Regions from separate parts of the Mus musculus genome. Here region 1 is linked to region 2. Evidence: chromatin contacts called from public Hi-C data. All regions are on one chromosome and are shown on one strand. Each heading gives the region's core, a stretch centred on a gene start, on an enhancer-like site or on the middle of the called end of the contact. The rest is flanking DNA. Distances are from core to core; before and after follow the strand shown.

Region 1 (2,700 bases), core at 171-2,670, 70 kb after region 2:
AACCCTGCTACATAAGGCCACTCTAGGAAAACCAATACAATCAGTTGATGGGGCATGGATATACTCCTTTGGTTATAAAAGTTATACTTCTGAGGATATGTTAGAATGCTGTGATTCTTCTAATTACCATGTTACCATCAGTAAATTAATTTGTTTTTAACATTGGACAGTTCACTCTAATTTTACTTTGGAAAACTTGGACTCTTTCTGAGCATGCCACAGGGCAGCTGGAAGAGCATTCGACTTAATGAGGTGAACTCCCGCACACAGAGGTCTTCACGTGTGTAATGATGATCTTTAAATACAGCTTTCATCACCTCTACATCTCTGTGACATCCTGATGTCATTTGTTCCTTCACGTCCTTTTGTTCTTTCTTTATGCTACGTGTGACTAATGCGATTCAAATATGCCTGTAGCCATGGAAACTATACGAAGGCGGAAATGTGAGTGTACTCATTTGCAGGCCTCCACATCACCCAGCCAGCTTCTCCGTCACTGAAATATGCTTTATGAAACTATTGGACACAAATAACTGTGGCTATGTCTGATATTCCACAGTAACTCGTTCCTTTTTAAAAGTGATAGTATTTGTGTTAGGAATCACTACTTGTCCATACTGCCTTGAGGTCATGTGGGGGAGTCCACCAACCTCAGTCATACAGTTAGATGTGTGATTTCTGTGAAAATGCTAAGAACTGACAGGGCATATATAGTAAGCACATGCTTGTCGAGCCACAGTTGCTGAGTGCCAGTGAATGGAACTCAATTGGTGCCAGTCGCCATTTTGAGATCTTGATTTATCTTTCATAGCTGCCAAAGTGAAGATATATTGTTCTCCGTCCATTTTAATTAAGGTCCCTTTTTTATTTGCCTACTAGGTGACTTTTATCCATTCTCTGTACTTATCACATTTGATTTTATTTCATCTATTTGTTTCTGTCAGTCTGTTTTCCTTTCTTTTTGCTTTTATTTCTAACTCATGGAGTCGTTAACTGGCAGAATTGGAGAGGAACACAGACGATACAGTTTAACACATGCATTTTATAACTGTGACAAGCCCAGCCCCCCAGTAGAACAGCCAACTCATAATCTTCCCCTTTGATCACAGGCACACTAAGCATACATGTCCCAGAATAAACTCTGACATCTCTGCAAAAGTGTTCCTCCCACAGCGCTTCTGATATAACAAATGTTGTAAGCCTGCACTCAAATGCTTAGGCCAAAATTCCCCCAGGCCATCCCTGAGTCTTGGTTTCCTCTCCTAGCCTGGCACCCAACCTATCAGCCAGGCTCAATTCAGGTCTCATCTCAACACAATGCCATCTTCCTAAGATCCCTGACTCCCACTCCACAACCTACTCTGTCCTCACCATGAATCATCTATGCGGAGCTACTGTGATTGGCAGAATCACTGTCAGCATGCTATGACGTAAGTCCCTTGAGGACAAGAGCTTTGCATATCTTGTTTCCTATGGTACCCTTAGCTTTAGAATAATCCTGGAACACAGAAAATGCCCAGTCATAATATAACTGGAAAAAAAAAAAAAAAAAAAAACAGTCCATGTATCTTAGCTGAGTCACTGAGCTGTAGTATCATGTGACTGTGGAGTGGCAAAGCTGAGAAGAGACAGTGAGGGTGCTCTACTTCCCCAGCATGCTCCCTATAATTAGCTGCCTCTCCTTGCTTTGTTTTTTTCTCCTAAAGCCTTAAGCATCTTGTACCATAGAGTATTTCCAACCCAAAGAAGGACCTACATGTATGTAGTTAGTTTTATGCAGTGTTCCTGGTTTCTTTCTTATTTTCTTGGTGTTCCTTTAACTTTGCAAGACCCTATGAGTTAGTTCTTCCTAAAAGCCAGTGACTATGCTCTTTTCCTTTAGAAGCAAACCGTTCTCATATTCCAACCTTTCTTTGGTCATTCAATGCCCAGTCCATCAGTGAGTAGGAGATAGCTCTGAATAAAAACCTTAAAATAATACAAACTAGAGTTGTTTATTAAGGTAGGCTTGGACCATGCCTCCCCCCTGCCCCCTGTATTTCAAGAATTTTTTGCAGTTGGCAGAATTTGAGATCTTGTGATTAGTAGGTCTGAGATGACCATTTTCTTAACACCTGTTGCCTAGGGACTACACTCAACTCCAAAAAGCCACTCCTCTAAAGCAGCTGTCCACATAGCTGTGGTGAAATGGAAGCCATGGGGACGATATCCTTCTTGATTTATTTCTCTAAAGCTAGGTGGTAAAACTCGCTGAAGAGTTAAGATGACTTAGACACCATCAGAAAGCACTCTTTGTGCAATGAACAGTGCTTAGCACACAAAAGACCTCACAACTGATCAACATGCAGAGAACGTGTCAGTAGAGTGCCTAGCCACAAATGGAACAACTATATCACAGCCCCTACACAAAAGCTCTAGGACCATCATGAACAAGGACTGGAAGAGATTGCAAGAGCCAGAGCTTAGGGGAGACCAGAGTGATGCAATGTATTCTGGACATGAAAGAACCACTGTACTCAGGAACTCACAACAGCTGCGCTTGCGTGCACAAAGCCTTCCAAAGATCCAGTCAACATTCTACCATGGAGAGAAAAAAGATCCATATGCCCAAACTCCTAAGTGGGGAGATGGGGTCTATGAACACTTGAGGGTTCTAAGAAAGAGAGGGTTAGTTTCCTTTAAAGCTGTGACTCCTATTAG
Region 2 (2,700 bases), core at 153-2,652:
AGAGTAGCAAGTGTGGAAGACTTTCTTTTCCTTGTTTTGACAATCTTTTTTTAAAAATACACACACACACACACACACACACACACACACATATATACACATACATATATATACACACACATATATATACACACATATATATGTATATTGCTATGCTTTTGTTTGTTTTTCAGATACAAAATAGGGGTAAACATAAACTCTATAGAATGTTTATTTTAGAAACAACATTAGCACCTTTGAAAATGAAAAACTATATTTGGGAGATGAATTATTATATATTCATATATATTATATATTTATATGAATAAATTGTATGTCTAAACTTTTCACATGAAGTTGGGCTGTTAAGTACAATAGGAATAAATATGCTTACTTAAGAAGACAAATTGTCTAAAATTAATCCCAAATCATCTGAACTCAGATGTCTAAGTTTTAGTCAGACTTTAAGCACATGCTTCATTAAATTTTGTTTTATCTGGGGTTTTGCTTTTGGCTTGGGTTTTCCCGTATGCTGCAGGAGAGGCCACTGTGCCCTGTAAACTTTCTTGACCCCTGGAGGATAACACTGTTCCTTCACTTAAACGTGATTTCAGCAAATCAAAAGCATTCCTGTTTCTCCCATATTTGTAGGTAAGCAGTCTGCCTTTAATGATCAAAACCAGGCGAACCAGACGACATTCCCTCAGACTGAGTAATGAGCCTAGAAAGAATAATAGATTTGTTAAAATAGCTATGACACGATCATGTTCTCACTTAGACACTTCTTGGCCTTCTGTAAAGCCTTAAAAATCTACAAAATTCCAAACTTCAACCTGGAGAGATGGTCTGAGAATACCAAAAAAAAAAAAATCTTTTCTAAAAGTTACTGCTTTGTCTTGTTTAATTTGCCTAAGTCCTATCAAGCTCTCCTGCGGTAGCCATCACTCAGGAGGATATTTTCAAAGAATTTCTACTATAGTTAAAGTTTAAGAACAAATGCAAAACATTTGGATTCTGTTTTTATGGCCTCTTGAAATATCGCTTCTGTTTGCTAAAATCTAATTCAAAATAAACATACTCATGTACTGAACGGACCTTCAGTGGTGCCTACTAAATAGCCGGCAGTTTTATGTGACTTGCTCTTATAACAAACTGAATGATGTTTTTGACATAATTAGCAATATTTTATACACCGGAAAATTACCAAATTAGTTCACTTTCACTTTCCAGAAACTACAAAATTCAGTCCTTGTGGCCTAGCTGAGCAGTAATATCAGTTCAGACTCTCTCTGCTAGAATTACAAGAAGTAGCAAAGCCACTGTGGGCTGCTACAACAAGCACCCCCACCCCCACCCTGCCACTCGGATGTGATGCTCCAAATGTGCTGACGTTTTGATTTTGTAATAGGCAAAGTCCGAGGCTCCTGGTGTGGGGTAGCTTCCTCTATACGTGACATCAGGACCTAAGTTCCTTCTCTGTGTGTGCCTTTGCTAGCCACTGAGACTCATTACAAATAGAAGGAAAATACAGAAGGACAGGTACACACACACACACACTCATATACACAAACATGCACACACAGCCATGCATACTCTTACACATGCACACACATAGTCATGTACACTAACATACTCATACACACACACACTCATATATACAAACATACTCTCTCTTTCACACACACACACTCATGTACACAAACATGCACACACATGCACCCACACAGACTCACACCGCCCCACAAGCACATATACACACACAGACATTCACACTCTCACACTCATACTCACACACACATACACACAAACATATATGCAAACATGTACACACATGCACATACATACATGCATACTCATACCATCCCTACATGCACACATACACACAGAGACATGGACACTGATACCCCTTCATATGTATGCCCACACAAAGAGACATGCATGCTCACCTCCCCTACACACACACACACACACACACACACACACACACACACACACGAGGCCTTATTAGAATAAATAGGAAGTGTCATAATTACCAACCTTTATTTCTTGAGGTTTGTTTAGTTCTATATCCAAGACAGAAGAGAAAGCATGTCTTTCAAATTTTTAATAATTAAATTTACTTTGTCTATGAATATCTTCCTGTATGTATGTAAATGCACCATGTACCTGCTGGGTGCCCAAGGAGGTCAGAATAGGACATTGGATGCTCTGCAACTGGAGTCCCAGGCAGTTATGACTATCTGTGGCATCACAGTGCCATGTAGATGTTGGACTGAACCCCGGGTCTTTGCAAAAGCAGCAATACTCTTAACTGCTGAGCCATCTCTCTAGTTCTGAGATAACAAATCTGGGTAGATAACCCAGAAGTCTCGGCTCTAACTTTATTTTAATCCACTAGGCAGTGGCAACAGACTATGAAGAGACGTGAGAGACAGAGCAGAAAATGGAGCCATGCCTTCCAGGAGCTCGGAATTTATTTTAGCAAGGAAAAAGTTAATTTATAAAGAAAACAGGACAAGCTGGTGAGACTAGGAGCCACGTGTGCTACAGGAATGCAGAGAAGAACTCACTAATTGTGGGTAGAATAGGAGAGGACTTCAAGTGGACCTGTAAGGAGAGGAACGTTGATGCTGAGAGAAAAATCAAGTCTGTAAAGTAGAGGCAACTGCGTGGACCTGAGTCCTCTCTCTCAGCTGTCACTTCATTTTGCCTGAGGGAAGG

The links. A called contact is a pair of places that touch in the nucleus more often than the background predicts.
Region 1: a contact with region 2 is called in a Hi-C map of the CH12 cell line, with 1.6 times the contacts expected there. The contact joins two enhancer-like sites. A contact is called at or near these places in 2 of 484 Hi-C or Micro-C datasets (the CH12 cell line and granulocyte-monocyte progenitors) and 1 of 115 datasets of contacts at active chromatin or transcription factors (embryonic fibroblasts).

The regions. Positions count from the first base shown.
Region 1 is chr13:110,540,366-110,543,065 of GRCm38.p6, forward strand. No RefSeq gene overlaps it. Among named protein-coding and RNA genes, the nearest start is that of Gm32990, 27 kb to the right of the region's middle. Within about 2 kb of position 1,421, at least 74 of the 459 cell types and tissues checked have an H3K27ac peak or open chromatin away from gene starts, as enhancers often do. A contact at or near this core is called in the CH12 cell line, where this site is marked.
Region 2 is chr13:110,470,334-110,473,033 of GRCm38.p6, forward strand. No RefSeq gene overlaps it. Among named protein-coding and RNA genes, the nearest start is that of Plk2, 77 kb to the left of the region's middle. Within about 2 kb of position 1,403, at least 14 of the 459 cell types and tissues checked have an H3K27ac peak or open chromatin away from gene starts, as enhancers often do. A contact at or near this core is called in the CH12 cell line, where this site is marked.